2 separate regions of the Sus scrofa genome follow, and region 2 is linked to region 1. The links are chromatin contacts, called in public promoter capture Hi-C maps. All regions are on one chromosome and are shown on one strand. Each heading gives the region's core, a stretch centred on a gene start, on an enhancer-like site or on the middle of the called end of the contact. The rest is flanking DNA. Distances are from core to core; before and after follow the strand shown. Region 1 holds the start of PPIL2 (peptidyl-prolyl cis-trans isomerase-like 2). Region 2 holds the start of THAP7 (THAP domain-containing protein 7).

Evidence for each region. Promoter capture Hi-C pulls out the DNA fragments that hold promoters and counts their contacts.
Region 2: a promoter capture Hi-C map of liver shows a contact between it and region 1, with 9 times the contacts expected there. The contact joins the promoter of THAP7 here to the promoter of PPIL2 in region 1. A contact is called at or near these places in 1 of 5 promoter capture datasets (liver) and 1 of 2 datasets of contacts at active chromatin or transcription factors (alveolar macrophages).

The regions. Positions count from the first base shown.
Region 1 is chr14:50,228,833-50,236,765 of Sscrofa11.1, reverse strand. It overlaps PPIL2 (peptidyl-prolyl cis-trans isomerase-like 2), which reads left to right and starts at 3,924. Exons shown (of 21, transcript XM_001929539.5): 1 at 3,924-4,115; 2 at 6,582-6,631; 3 at 7,868-7,913. The coding sequence starts at 4,084. LOC100155534 (verprolin) reads left to right here. Exons shown (of 7, transcript XM_013983173.2): 7 at 2,385-2,613. The coding sequence ends at 2,559.
Region 2 is chr14:50,590,676-50,598,608 of Sscrofa11.1, reverse strand. THAP7 (THAP domain-containing protein 7) reads left to right here and starts at 4,831. Exons shown (of 4, transcript XM_013983196.2): 1 at 4,831-5,048; 2 at 5,221-5,300; 3 at 5,622-5,777; 4 at 6,513-7,197. The coding sequence starts at 4,836. The coding sequence ends at 7,077. LOC100510930 (tubulin alpha-3 chain) reads left to right here. Exons shown (of 5, transcript XM_003133000.5): 3 at 653-801; 4 at 1,063-1,743; 5 at 4,118-4,494. The coding sequence ends at 4,414. It overlaps P2RX6 (P2X purinoceptor 6), which reads right to left and starts at 2,733. Exons shown (of 11, transcript XM_021074045.1): 1 at 2,631-2,733. The coding sequence starts at 2,655.

The sequences.
Region 1 (7,933 bases), core at 2,675-5,174:
TTTTTTCTGTGAAAATACTACCAATTGTCTTAGTCCTTTTCTAAAGACCTTTTGAGATAATTGACATTGCATACAATCCACCCACCCAGAATGTCCACTGCAATGGCTCTCCATATATTCACTGTTGTGCAACCATCACCACAATCCAATTTTAGAACATATTCGTTACCTCAAAAAGAAGAGGGAGGAGTTAGCTGGTGATCTAGCAGGTAAAGGATTTGGCATTGTCACTGCTGTGCCTTGGGTTTGATCCCTGGCCAGGGAACTTTTGCATGTCATGGGTGCAGCCACCCCCAAAAAAACAAACAAATACCTGAATTCCCCCAGTGATAATAGATGCGGAACACCCCACTGTGTGGATGGTGCATCATTTACTCAATTTCTTTTGCTTGTTGAAGTATTTTATCCATGGGGACAATTTGTAGCCGCCAGTTATGGATTGCTTTCTTTTTTTTTTTCTTTTTAAGGCCGCACCCATGGCATATGGAGTTTCCCAGGCTATGGGTCAAATCGGAGCTGCAACCGCTGGCCTACACCACAGCCACAGCAACTCCAGATCTGAGCCGTGTCTTCGACCTATACCACAGCTCATGGCAATGCCAGAACCTTAACCCATGAGCGAAGCCAGGGATCAAACCAGTGTCCTCATGTACCAGTCTGGTTCGTTACTGCTGAGCCACAGTAGCAACTCCCATGGATCACTTTCTGAGTGAGCTGTGCTATCGTGGCACCCACCATCAAAAATGGGTTATTTAAAAAAAAATTTTTTTTTGGTCTTTTTAGGGCTGCACCCATGGCATATGGAGGTTCCCAGGCTGGGGGTCCAATTGGAGCTGTAGCTGCTGGCCTAAGCCACAGCCACAGCAATGCCAGATCCAAGCCGCATCTGCAACCTATGCCACAGCTCACAACAAAGCCAGATCCTTAACCCACTGACCAAGGCCGGAGATCAAACATGTGTCCTCATGGAAACTAGTCAGATTCATTTCCACTGAGCCACAACGGGAACTCCTAAATTATTTTTTTTAAAAAGTTCACATAAGGAGTTCCTGCCATGGCATAGTGGGTTAAAAATCAGACTGGCCACTCAGGTCGCTGTGAAAGGGCAGGTTTGATCCCCAGCCCCAAGCAGTGGGGTAAAGGATCCAGTGTTGGCACAGTTGTGGTTGCAGCTGTGGCTCAGATTCAGTCTCTGGCACAGGAACTTTCATATGCCATGGGTGTAGCCAACAACAAAAAAAAGTTCACAGAAGCACAACATATTCTATGGAAGAAAGTTCACAATACAGAATGAAGGCATAAAATTTGAGTCCCATACAGTGGGAAAAAAAAAAAAATTATTAAAAAGATTTAAAAAAAAAAAAAATTTGAGTCCCAGGAGTTCCTTTCATGGCTCAGTGATAAGGAACCTAACTAGTATCCATGAGGACATGGGTTTGATCCTTGGCCTCATTCTGTGTTAAGGATCGGGTGTTGCTATGGCCAGCAGCTTCAGCTCTGATTTGACCCCTAGCCTGGGAACTTCCACATGCTGTGGGTGCCGCCCTAAAAAGGGAAAAAAAAAAAATCCCAATACATTGGTTAATTTTTTTATTTTGTCTTTTCTAGGGCTGCATCCACGGCATATGGAGGTTCCCAGGCTAGGGGTCTAATTTGAGATGTAGCAGCTGGCCTATGCCAGAGCCACAGCAATGCTGGATCTGAGCTGAGTCTGCAACCTGCACCACAGCTCATGGCAATGCCGGATCCTTAACCCACTGAGCGAGGCCAGGGATCGAACCTGCAACCTCATGGTTCCTAGTCAGATTTGTTAACCACTGAGCCATGACGGGAACTCCATCAGTTTTTTTTTTGTTGTTGTTTTTTTTTTACATTGGTTGATTTTTAAATCAAGGCAAGATGATATAGCCTGTACTTCTCAGAAACTTGCTCTTTTCTGTTACTGTACCACTGAGGCGGCTTTACTTGTTGGGATATATAGACCAACGTGGTTCCTTAAACAGCTGCAGAATGGTCACAGCAGGCATAGCTACACCATGATTCCTTAAGCAATTCCCTGACGAACTTTTTTTGGGCTGTGCTTGCAGCTTGCAGAAACTCCCAGGCTCAGGATGAACCCACACCACAGTGGTGACAACACTAGGTCTTTAACCCCCTGAGCCACCAGGGAACTCCCCCAATGGTCCTTTAGATTGTTTCCAGGTTTGCATAATCACAGACATTGCCACAATGAACAGCCTTGAACAAACACCGGTGGGAAGGGCTTCCAGGGGTAGAGACGGATTGAGAACCACCCCACAGCCTGGGTTTGGTTATAGGACCCTCTGGTGGCCCCGTGTGCCGGGTCTGAGCTCATGGGCACATCTTGCCTGTCTCCTGTACAGGACCGCAGCCTGTAGTGGCTTGCCCAGCACCGAGGAGATGCCATCGCCTTCTGTGAAGGCCTCCATCTTCACGCCGCCTGTCCTGCTCAAGTTCCAGCCTGTGCCCCATCCCCAAGATGACTCAGAGAATGACCCTGGCAGCGTGGAGCCTGTGCCCTACCAGAGGGACCCGTAACCTCTCTTGTGCAAAGCACGGCCAGAGAAATGAATAAATTCCCCCCGGAGGTGCCTTCCTTGTGCCTCGCTCCCCAGGGACCATGCTGTCCCTTGGGCTTTCTCCTGTCCCAAGTAGTGGTCAGGGTACTGCAAGCCAGAGGCTCATGGGTCTGAGCCTGCACACAGTAGGTGGTCAGGTGGTCAAGTCAGGGAGGCTGGGATCCAACATGGGAACTCAGCCTACACCACAACCACAGCAACTCAGGATCCGAGCCAAGTCTGTGACCTATACAGCAGCAACACCAGATCCTTTAACCCACCAAGCAAGGACAGGAATTGAACCTGTGTCCTCATGGATACTAGTCGGGTTACCTCTAAGCCACAACAGGCACTCCCAAGAGTGCTGGCAATTTAGTGTTTGGGAATCAAGGGATACAGTGTTTAAAGCCATCAATCTGGGCAAGATCACCCAGTGCTTGACTGTAGAGGGAGGTCCAGGGCTTGGCTGGGGCACACAAACATGGTGGTCTGGCTGAAGAGACAGAAGGTATCATCAGGGCTTTGGACTTTCAGGCTTGATGGCTCCTGCCCCTGGGCCTCCCAGGAGAAGGGCCTGGAGGCAGTGGGAACTGTATGGGCAGTGAGCGGGTGGACAGAAAGTGTGGATGTCCCTTTTGAGCTGTCTGCCTTGGGGGGGCGGGGGGGGGGTAGTTGAGGAGTGGATATGGGGCCTAGTGGGAGTTTTCCTTTATATTTACTTTTTTGTTACAATCGCAGAATGTGTAAAGTTCTCAAGCCAGGGATCAAATCCTGCCCTAGGTGCAAACTGCACCACAGCTGTGGCAACGTGGGATCCCTAACCCGCTGAGCTAGGTGGGCTTTTTTTTTTTCCTAAGGCCGCACCCGTGGCACATGGAGTTTCCCAGGCTAAGGGTGGAATTGAAGCTGTAGCCGCTGGCCTATGCCATAGCCACCGCAACGCAGGATCCGAGCCGCGTCTGAGACCTACACCACAGCTCACAACAAGGTGGTTAAGCGGATCATTAAGCCACTGAGCGAGGCCGGGGATCGAACCTGAGTCCTCTAGTCAAATTCGTTTCAGCTGAGCCACGACAGGAACTCCCAGGCGGGCTTTTTAAAGACCTGAGAAATCAGGTCAAACTAGGGTGGGTCTAAGCCCTGTGGGGCAGATAGGCAACGGTCCAGAGAAAGGCACCCGGGAAGATGGGCCTTCGGGGTAAGGTGGCTCTGCCTAGGGCTGGCCCAGAAGCCCCAGCACCCAAGCGCCCCCCGCCCCCCACCTCGGGCACGCGCGCTGGGCACCACGGTTCCCGGCATACCCAGCGCCAGCTTCCGGGGCGGGGCGGGGCGGGGCGGGGCGGGGGGGGGCCAAGGGACCCGGAAGTTGTTACGAGGTCGACGGAGACGCTGGAGTCTGAGTTGTCTGCGATTGTTTTTCTTCGGAGACGCGGCTGTCTGAGTTGTCTGGGGTTGTTTTGCCACGTTCGCTCGTCCTGCCGGCGCCGCCGCTGCCACCGACGCCATGGGGAAGCGACAGCACCAGAAAGACAAGATGTAAGTAGCCCCCCTCCGGGAGCGGGCCCCGTTGGCCTCAGTCCCGCCTGTGGCCGTTCCTGCGTTGCGCCTTTTCCCCGAACCCCTCTCAGCTTCGCTTCCCCAGAAGCCTTCGGCCTACGCCGGCGGGGCGGCCCCGTAAGGCTCAGGGTTTCCCAGGGTCCCCGTTCCTTCAGCTCCGCCACTGCTGTCTTACCCCGCGCGCGGTTCACGCCCCCCAGCCTACCCGAGAGTTCCAGCATCTCCTATTAGAAACAGACCAGCCTTGCCCCACCAGCTGCCATCGAGTTTCTTTGATTTTCTTCATGGCAGGATGGGAAAGGCCTGTGTCTACCTGCTGTTTCTTGCTGTCCTTTTGAAACCACAACAGCCAGGCACTCGACCCCCCCGCGCTGCTCTTGTTGGGATCCAGTAACTTTTGCGTGGCTACATCTGGGAGTCAGTTTTCAGACCTCGTTTTGTTGGGCTTCTCAGCAGCGTGTGACACGGCCGAATAGCCCTTCTCTGGTGTCTGGGACACCATACACTCCTCAGGGGCTTCTCTTTCTCCGTCTCCTTTGTTGGATCCTCCTCCCCTCTCTCGGACCTCATAGTTCTGTACCGCCCCCCCCCCCCTCCCAGTTTACTCTTCTCCGCGGTGGTCACACCAGTCTTGCAGTGATCAGCTGCTTGCCAGACACCTCCTTTTGGAGATCTGAGGGACATCTCCAATTCACTATGCCCCACGTGGAGCTCTGGATTGTTGCACCTGAGCCTGCTCTGCCCCCATCTTTCTTTCTTTTTTCTTTTCTTTTTTTAAATTACTCAATGAATTTATTACATTTATAGTTGTACAATGATCATGACAATCCGATTTTATAGGATTTCCATCCAACACCCCCAGCGCATCCCCCCACCCCCCAAACTGTCTCCTTTGGAAACCATAAGTTTTTCAAAGTTTGTGAGTCAATATCTGTTCTGCAAAGAAGTTCATTGTGTCCTTTTTTCAGATTCCACATATCTGATAGCATTTGATGTTGGTGTCTCATTGTCTGACTGACTTCACTTAACATGATGATTTCTAGGTCCATCCATGTTGCTAAAATTTTTCTTTCTTCTTTTTTTTTCTTTTTAGGGCTGCACTCGTAGCATATAGAAGTTCCCAGGCTAAGGGTTGACTCAGAGCTACAACTACAGGCCTACACCACAACCATAGCAATGAGGGATCTGAGCCCCGCCTGCTACCTACACCACAGCTCATGGCAATGCTGGATCTTTAACCCACTGAGAGACCAGGGATCGAACCCAAATCCTCATGGACACTAGTCAGATTCCTTTTCACTGTGCCACAAAGGGAACTCTGCCCCAATTTTTCCATCTCAGTGGTCATACCACTGCTCAGTTTGCTGGGGTCAGAAGGCTAGAAGTTTCTCTTAGCTCCCCCTGCCTCCTGTTGGCCAGTAAGTCCTGCTGGCTTTTCCAGGAACTGATCAGTTCCCCCTCATCCACCACTCCTCCCACAGGTGGAGTTTATGCCATGTCCTTCTTAGACCTTTGTAGTTCTCCTCTCATTGGTTTTCTGCTGCCTCTTGCTTGTCCCTCTGCACCCAGCAACCAGAGTGAATCTTGGAGGACATTCTCGATCTAGTCAGGGAATGACTGTTCAAAACCCTCCAGCAGGAGCTCCCGTTATGGCACAATGGAAACGAATCTGACTAGTATCCATGAGGATGTGAGTTTGATCCCTGGCCTTGCTCAGTGGGTTGGGGAATCGGGCATTGCCTTGAGCTGTGGTGTATGTTGCAGATTCGGCTTGAATCTGGCATTGGTGTGAGCTGTGGTATAGGTTGCAGACACTGCTCAGATTCTACATTGCTGTGGCATAGGCCAGCAGCTACAGCTCTGATTCACCTCCTAGCCTGGGAGCTTCCATATGCTGTGGATGGGTCCCTAAAAAGCAAAAATAAAAAAAAAAATCCTCCAGTAGCTCTCCACCTTACTTGAAGCAAATCTCGAATCCTCACGTGGCCTTTGGGGCCTCTTGTGATGCAACCATTACCCTCGGCCCTATCACCAGTGGCCATGAGCCCCTGTGTGTGCACTTCATCTTCACTTTACCCATCTTCACCTTACCCATTTTGGGGAACACTCCAGCTTTTCCTTTCTCAGCGTTTTTGTACTTGATTAGCCTGTTTAGTCCGTCTGCCTGGAAAGGTCTTCTCCTAGATTGTCACCTGGCCGGCTGCTTCTCATCATTAAGCCTTCTATTAAATTCAGTTCATTTCCTTCAGAGCAGGATGGTTTGTGTTTGCTTGCTGGTTTGTGTGTCCCTGTGTTCTTTTGTGTGTATATCACCATGTGCCTAATGCATGTAGGTGCTTAATAAGCATTTGAAGAATTAGTGAAATGGTTCAATTGTCAGTTCCTTACTTCCAGAGACTTTGTTTTCCTTATTAAGGGGATGGTAGTAAGATTCTCTCTTTTCAGGTACATCACCTGCGCAGAATATACTCACTTCTATGGTGGCAAGAAACCAGGTAAGGTTTGAAATCCTTCTGTGCCCCTTTGGTGTATGTGTGAGTGTAATTAAGGAATGATGCCTTCACGGTACAGTGAGCCTTAACAATTAACAAGAACATGGGAACTGTAGTAGATAAATGGGCTGAGGCATGGGCAGCTCACAAAAAAGGGAACACACTAAACAGAGAAATGTTTAATGTCCGTGGTGATTTTTTTTTTTTTTTTTTTTTTTTTTCTTTTTAGGGCCGCACCTGCAGCATATGTAAGCTCACAGGCTAGGGGTGGAATCAGAGCTGTAGCTGCCAGCCTTTGCCACAGCCATAGCAATGCCAGATCCAGGCCGAGTCTGAAGCCTACATTACAGCTCACAGCAATGCCCAATCCCCAACCCACTGAGCAAGGCCAGGGATCGAACCTATGTCCTCATGAATACTAGTCAAGTTCATTACTACTGAGCCACAACGGGAACTCCTGATTTTAACATAGGGTAAAATAATATTTTTTCTATCAAGTTAATAAAGAATAAAAAGCATGGTAATACCTAAAGCTATCAAGGCTGCAATAAAAAGAACAGTGTTGGGAGTTCCCTGGTGGCCTAATGGGTTAAGGATCTGGCATTGTTACTGCTGTGGCATGGGTTAGATGCCTGGCCTGGAAACTTCTGCATGCTGCAGGCATGGCCAAAAAAAAAGAAAAAATGAGCACCCTCATGATCACTGGTGAGAGCAAAACTGGCACAGCCTGCCTCAAAAACAAAGTCAAAACCCACAGCAGGGGTGTTAGTTAGGGTTGTGGCAGAAATCCATCCAAAGTGACTTAAACAAGTGTATGCTTTTTCCTCTAAGCCTGCTCTTGATGTTTTGCTTCCATCTATAGAAAGGTATGAGCCCACAGCAATTGCTGCACTAGGTAATATACATCAACGTTTTGTTTCTTTTTCTTTTTAAAAAAAATTTAGCAGCTTTTATTATTTTTATTGATATGTAATTTACCTACAACATTGTATTACTTCTGGGTGCACAACATAGTGATCTGGTATTTCTGTTCATGGCAAAATGAAACCCAAAAACGAAGGCTAGTTACCATCTGTCACTATAGTTACTACGACATTATTAACTACATTCCTCACACCGTATTTTTCATCCCTGTGGCTTACATGTATTTTTTCTTAAAATGTGAGTTGTTGATAGGAATACGTTTGTCAGGTCTTTTTACAGACTGCATTTTCTGTCTTTCATTTTCATCTTAAACAGATATCCCACAAACAAATTTTCGCCGCTTACCTTTTGACCACTGCAGGTAAGAGTTTAGAGTTAAAT
Region 2 (7,933 bases), core at 3,582-6,081, 360 kb before region 1:
AAGGTCAGTGCTTGAAATGTGGGGCTCAGGTTCCTAATTTAGGGAAATCTATACAGAAAAAAGCTGCTTTGCCAGCTGTAAGACAGGCTGCCCAAGACACCACCCCACCCCGGGCGGTCAGGGGGTCATGTGCACCCCGCCTACAGGTGGTTGTGCAGGCCCCCCCTGCTCTGTGTGCTCTGGGCTGGTGCAGGAGAGTTTGGCCTGAGTCTCGGACTTAGAAAGGTGAGTAGAGCACCTTGGCTAGGTTGCTGAGAGTAGAAGCCCAAGGTAGTTCCCAAGGGGAGCTGCAAAGAGAGAGCAGCTTTCCTGGCCACCCGGGGGGATGACAGAATCTCTACGGCTGGCAGAAGCCACAGCCTTGTCTCGTGTGTCAGGGACCTTTCAGCGATGCCCTGGACGGAGCATGGCATGTGCAGAACCGCCTGTGTGTGGGCGGGAGAGCGTGTCCCTCCTTTGGGGTCCAGTCAGGCTCTACCTTCCCGGGGCCGTAAACGGCAGATGAGGCATGCGGATCACATGGAGGCCTCCCTGGGAGATGCTGTCGGGCTCCAAGGAGCGGCCGTGCCCGAGAGAACTGGACGGGCCTGGCCTGTCTGTCCTGGTGAGTCTGCAGTCACCCTCAAGAGCGTGGCCCGCATGTCCTTTGCAGATGAAGTGCGCACGGGGACCTACAGGCAGCTCTTCCACCCGGAGCAGCTGATCACCGGGAAGGAAGACGCAGCCAACAATTACGCCAGAGGCCACTACACCATCGGCAAGGAGATTGTCGACCTGGTGCTGGATCGGATCCGCAAACTGGTAGGAAGGGCCCTGGCAAGGCTTCCCGGACGGGAGGGCAGGCCTGCCTGGGATGTTTTCCCTCCCCGTCTCTTGGCAGCACCACGAGGCCCGCCAGGCCCTTCCTTCGCAGTGTGGCTGGGGCACGTCCCTGCGTCTGACCTCTAAGGGTGACTTGTGCTCCCTGTGGACACCGTGAACCCGAGTCAGCTTGCGGGGGCAAGGAGGGCGCCTGGCCGTGGCCTGGGCGGGTGTGGACCCACGGCCTCTGCTCTCCCGCAGGCGGACCTGTGCACGGGGCTGCAGGGCTTCCTCATCTTCCACAGCTTTGGGGGCGGCACCGGCTCGGGCTTCGCATCTCTGCTCATGGAGCGGCTCTCGGTGGACTACGGCAAGAAGTCCAAGCTGGAGTTCGCCATTTACCCGGCCCCCCAGGTCTCCACGGCCGTGGTGGAGCCCTACAACTCCATCCTGACCACGCACACGACCCTGGAGCACTCGGACTGCGCCTTCATGGTGGACAACGAGGCCATCTACGACATCTGTCGGCGCAACCTGGACATCGAGCGGCCCACCTACACCAACCTCAATCGTCTGATCGGGCAGATCGTGTCCTCCATCACAGCCTCCCTGCGCTTCGACGGGGCCCTCAACGTGGACCTGACGGAGTTCCAGACCAACCTGGTCCCCTACCCCCGCATCCACTTCCCCCTGGCCACCTACGCCCCGGTCATCTCGGCCGAGAAGGCCTACCACGAGCAGCTGTCTGTGGCCGAGATCACCAACGCCTGCTTCGAGCCGGCCAACCAGATGGTCAAGTGTGACCCTCGCCACGGCAAGTACATGGCCTGCTGCATGCTGTACAGGGGAGACGTGGTCCCCAAAGACGTCAACGCGGCCATCGCCACCATCAAGACCAAGCGCACCATCCAGTTTGTGGACTGGTGCCCGACTGGGTTCAAGGTAGGCTGGGCAGCAGCGAACGTTCACCTTTAACCCCGGGGGCAGACCCTGGGATGGAGTGCTGCCCCCTTGCAGATGGCCCCCTGTTCCAGGGCAGTTACACTGCAGGGAGAAACAATTTTAATAATCTGCTAGGTGCTTCAATCTTCCCCAAGTACTGTATATACCCGTACTTCTTACAACCACCCTGTACTACCCATGGGGTAATAGACTAAAATACTTGACATTATAGAGACTGAGACAGCTTTTAGTATCTGACAGCCTCGGGGACAAGGAATAACACAGGGAACTTTCAGAGACCTCTGGCTGCAGGCCTGTCTGTCCACATTTCTCCATTGCTTCCTCAAGAAGCTTGTCATGGTCTGTGCTCATCATTTTGAGGGTTAGAAATCATGGTTTTTAGATTTTTACATGACTTCAGTCACTGGTTGTCACTACATATTAGTTGACACTTATTTTTCTATAAACAATTTTAAATTCCTTAACCAGTGTATACTATGTGGGCAAAGGATGGTTCACTGCTGTTTCTCCAAACCAGCCTGGGAACACTGCCTCACACCCAGAAGCACGGTCATTTTAGGTGGCAACTCAGCTGTATTTAGCGTCACAATGAACCTGTGTTTGGAAGTCAAATAACAGAAGGTCCCACTTTAGATCTATTGTGATTACCAGGCTAAAAGCCTCTCACCATGCCTGCAGTGGTTTACTTTGTGCCCTGGTTTTTGATAAAAGTCCTTGTTCACAACTGATTGAAGACTGACAGAGTGACTCACAGAAAAGGGTAAAATCTCTAACAAATTTCACTGACCTGGAAATGTTCATTAAACCTTTTGTAACAGGTTTGCAGACCTTAGAGTTATACGTGGGGGTTGAAATCCTCCACTCACCATGATCTCTGGAAGGCAAGGACATCCATAGAGGTTTCAGCTGGGCAGCACCATGGTGAGGTGTAGTGTCCTGTACCGATTCCCCTCCTCACTGGCTGAATTCCTGAGCCAGGCGAAGATTGGTCTGTGGAAAGGTACAGGTCACAGCTTTGTCCATAGAAGCTCCTTCTTTTTTCTTTTTTTTTTCTTTTTTCTTTTGAGGGCCACACCCATGGCATATGGAGGTTTCCAGGCTAGGGGTCAACTCGGAGCTATAGCTGCTGGCCTGTGCCAGAGCCACAGCAACATGGGATCTGAGCTGTGTCTGTGACCTACACCACAGCTCATGGCAGTGCTGGATCCTTGACCCACTGAAGCGAGTTCAGGGATCAAACCCGCAACTTCAAGATTCCTAGTCAGATTTGTTTTTGCTGCGCCACAACAGAAACTCCCATAGAAGCTTCTGAATCTTAGAAGATGGTTCTGCCCCAGATGGACTGTGTTGAACTCTCATGGCTTCCAGTCCTTTTTGTTAGTCTGTGACTTCACCATTTTTTCAGGGGTATACTATTTCCAAGGAGTCTTTTCTGTGTTTAAGTTATTTCATTATAAAAAGGCAAGTATGGTGCAAAATATTAAAATGGTCCAAAAAGCTGGTGAAAAGCTGAAGTCCTCTTCCCTTTCAGAGCTTTGTCCTTCAAGAGATACTCTGTGCGTATTCACATCATGCTTCTTGGTAGTGATCTTGACAGCAAGAGGCCAGCAACACAGGCAAAGAAAATACACTCTTTTCATGTAGGTGACAGACTTGACTCATCGCACACAGGTAGCCAAAGGGAAAAGCAAGGTGGCAGCCATCCTGTTTGGAAGGGCTGGCCAGCCTGGTCTTAGAGCTGGGGGGTAGGGGGCACCCCTTGATCAGATCAGAACCCCCTGTACATGCCCCCTGCTCCCAGTTCCTCTGGAGAAGAGCTGCGTCAAGCTGGTGCTGGCTGCCAGCTGCTCCTTAGGTCAGGGCCAGCCATCTGTCCGCACTCTACCAGTTGTTTGTCCTCCAGCATGGTATCTCCCAGCTTTGGTTGTTACTCTGTAAGTATTTTGAAGTATAAACACTCAGGTAGAATTCAACTTGCTCTGCTTTCTACCAAGTATACAATACACCTTGGACATATTTACAGGCCAGGGCAGGTTCTTCATTCCTTTTCATCATGGTACCGTGTTTTACTGTAGAGATGTGTGATAACTTGTTCCCCAGGAAGGACATGTTTCCAGTTTTGCCATTTCAAACAGTACCCTAAACTAAATACATAAAAATCTCTATACATGTAGCTTTTGCTCTTATGTGGGTAAATCCAAAACGTGACAGTATTGGGTCAAAGAATATTAAATGTTGTCAGATACTGCCAAAAAAGAAAGTACCAATTCCCATGGGGCCTTGTTTTAAAAAACAAGGTACCATTTTTCACGCCACAGTATAAACGTCTCCATCTGTTCCCCTTCTCTGGCAGGTGGGCATCAACTACCAGCCCCCCACGGTGGTCCCAGGGGGAGACCTGGCCAAGGTGCAGCGGGCCGTGTGCATGCTGAGCAACACCACGGCCATCGCCGAGGCCTGGGCCCGCCTGGACCACAAGTTCGACCTCATGTACGCCAAGCGTGCCTTCGTGCACTGGTACGTGGGGGAAGGCATGGAGGAGGGCGAGTTCTCGGAGGCCCGGGAGGACCTGGCGGCTCTGGAGAAAGATTACGAAGAGGTGGGCGTGGACTCGGTGGAAGCGGAGGCCGAGGAGGGGGAGGAGTACTGAGCGGGAGGGCGAGGCGGCCCCCCTTCACCCTGCTCTGTAACGTTCCAGATGTGTTTACCTATTAAAGTTTCTGTATTGAGTGTCGTCTGCTCCTGTGTTGCTCTTCGGCCAAGTTCCCCGACCAGATACTTGCCTTTTCCGAGCGAATTCCTAGGGAAAAATCATGTTTCCTCCCAAAGAGAAAAAATGAGGCACCTCAGTTGCTGTATTACTTCCAGAATAAGAGTATAAGGCCAGTGGGGAAATCGGGGAAAATGTTTTAAGTTTAAACACTCCGGATCCTTCGCGCCCTTCCTCCGGGACCGGAAGCGGTCCGGGTCACAGTCGCGGGACCACAGCGTTCACCCTCCTCGCCCCGTCCTCTGGAGGAGCTGCCCCAGAGCCTCCCTCCCGTCCACAAGGGGCACCTCTCATCAGAGGCATGCGTGCCCGCCCAGCCAGGGCTCCGCATCGCACGACCAGCCCGTTCTTGTCAGAGTCGTTTCGGTCCTGCGCGCGGCGCCCCGCAGGCCGACCACTTCCGGGGCCCGCTCCGCCCCTCAGCGAGCGCCGCGCGCTTCCGGGTCTCTATGGTACCGACTTCCGCCGCGAGCCACATCTCGCGAGACTTCGGCGGCGCAGCAATGGCGAGACCGTAAGTGCCGCTGACGGGAGACGGGAGAGTGGGTTGGGAAGGGCCTCTGACGAGATCGGGCCGGTGTGGACGCGCCAGGACGGGGCCGCCTGGAGCAGGGTGGCGGCTAGGGGCGCGAGGCTTGTCCGGGCCCAGATAGCAGCCCGCAACCGAGTTCCTGCCTCTTCTCCAGATGCCGCGTCACTGCTCCGCCGCCGGCTGCTGCACGCGGGACACGCGAGAGACGCGCAACCGCGGCATCTCCTTCCACAGGTCAGCGCGCGTGCGCGCTGGCGCCGAAAGGGTCACGTGTTCATTAGTCTGTCCTGCCCACCTGAGGAGCCTTCACTGCGCACGCGCTTCGGCGGGTCCGGCGAGGCTTGAGTTAGAGGCTGATGGTGGGCGGAGCTGCGGTGGAGAGGGAACTAGCTGCTGTCAGAGGCACCCTGGTGCAGAGCCAGTCGCTTTACGTTTTGAGGCCTCAGCTTCCTAGTCTGTGTGCCCACAGGGTCCGGGGGCAGCATGAGTCAGGCCGGCCCTTCCCATCCGGTGTGTCGCCGGCGGCCCAGCTCTGACAGGCTTGTTGCCCTACAGGCTTCCCAAGAAGGACAACCCGAGGCGAGGCTTGTGGCTGGCCAACTGCCAGCGGCTGGACCCCAGCGGCCAGGGCTTGTGGGACCCAGCATCCGAGTACATCTACTTCTGCTCCAAACACTTCGAGGAGAACTGCTTTGAACTGGTGGGAATCAGGTGAGCCTCCTGCTGACACCAGGGCAGGCCGCCCTGGTTCTTCCCAGCTCAGAATCTCAATTTCCTCTCCGGACGGAAGCAGTTAGAGACACACACACCCCGGGTATCACTGTGCCAGAGGGTGCTCCTGGAGCCCAGGCACGCCAGCAAAGGCACAAACATAGCCGCTCCTTTCAGGGGGTCAGCCCAGTTCTGGTGGGGCCTTTCCAGTCACCTTAATTCTCAGGAGGCTCTCATGGAGGAGATGGGGTACCTCTTAACTTGGCATCCCCCAAACTAGCTGTTTGCAGTGTGCCTCCCACCTGCCCCAGTGCTAGCCCAGGATCCTGTTCAGGGGCTGGGGGGCTGCAGGCTCCGCACCCTGCAGGTCAGCCTGGGGTGCAGGCCCTCTTCTCTACTTCAGACTGCTTTCCCCTACAGTGGGTACCACAGGCTGAAGGAGGGAGCAGTCCCCACAATATTTGAGTCTTTCTCCAAGTTGCGCCGAACAGCCAAGACCAAGGGGCACAGTTACCCACCCGGCCCCCCTGATGTCAGCCGGCTTCGGCGATGCAGGAAGCGGTAAGCGCTGCGCTGGGGGATGTCCCACTTCACGTCTGAGGGACTGGGCTTTCGGATGGAGCCTTGCTGGACAGGGCTCTGAGCCTATGGTTCAGGGATGGGGGTTAGGTGGGCTGGTGAAATGAGGTCACTGAGCCCTGAGCCTGGCCTGTCCCTTGCTCTGTCTCCCTGTAGCTGCTCTGAGGGCCGAGGGCCCACGACTCCGTTTTCTCCACCTCCACCTGCTGATGTCACCTGCTTTCCTGTGGAAGAGGCCTCCGCACCTGCTGCTCTGTCTGCTTCCCCTACTGGGAGGCTGGAGCCTGGCCTCAGCAGCCCGTTCTCAGACCTCCTGGGGCCCCTGGGTGCCCAGGCTGATGAAGCAGGCTGCAGCACCCAGCCCTCCCCCGAGCGGGAGCCCGAGCGGCAGCCGTCCCCTCTGGAGCCTCGGCCTGTGTCACCCTCAGCCTACATGTTGCGCCTCCCTCCTCCTGCTGGAGCCTACATCCAGAATGAGCACAGCTACCAGGTGGGCAGTGCCCTGCTCTGGAAGCGGCGGGCTGAGGCTGCCCTTGATGCCCTGGACAAGGCCCAGCGCCAACTGCAGGCCTGCAAGCGGCGGGAGCAACGGCTGAGGCTACGGCTGACCAAGCTGCAGCAGGAGCGGGCACGGGAGAAGCGGGCACAGGCAGATGCCCGCCAGACTCTGAAGGAGCATGTGCACGACTTTGCCATGCAGCTAAGCAGCAGCATGGCCTGAGTGAGGAGCTGCCCATCAGGGTTCCTGCCTCTTCCTCCTTCAGGATCTGCCTAGAGAGGGACCTGACTTGAGCTGTGTCTGACCTGCCAGATGCCATAATAAAGCGGTTTCTAGGAGTTCCCATTGTGCCTCAGTAGGTTAAGAACGTGACTAATATCTGTGAGGATGTGGGTTTGATTCCTGGTCTTACTCAGTGGGTTAAGGATCCAGTGTTGCCACAAGCTGCACTGAAGATAGCAGATGCAGCTCGGATCTAGTGGTGCCATGGCTATGGCATAGGCCCCAGCTACAGCTCCAATCCCTGGGAACTTCCATTTGACACAGTATGTCCCTTAAAAAAAAAAAAAAGTGGATTCTAGAAAGAAGCCCTGTTCTCTGCCTCTGCTGGGGGTGGGGCCCCCTCCCTCCCCTGAGGTCTGCTTCCCCCCAGACTGGCTGTAGCCTGGAGGGCTCAGACCCTGGAGGCCAAGCTCTTGGCTGTGGAGAGCAGAGCCCAGTTCTTGGCAACCCCTCCCCAAGCAGCTCCTTGTTCTACAACATTCTCTGAGGGACAGGGTGGTGTGCATAGAGGTCGGGGGCAATGCTGGGCAACCTTCACTTGACACTAAGCCTTGATTTACCCAGCTGGCCTTTTTGGAAACAGTCATAAAATCCAGGCCAGATTTACTTCGTTTTCAAGAAAACAACAGACTTCCATCCCCAGACCCAATGTCCTTGGCAGTCAAACATGGCAGAGTGTCTGTGCCCCAGCTGCTGCTCAGCCCCCACTCAGCACAGGCCTGCTTCATCTGCAAAATGGACAAGATTACTGATCTCAGGCTGCTGTGCCTGGCAAGCAGGGAGGGCCCCACAACCA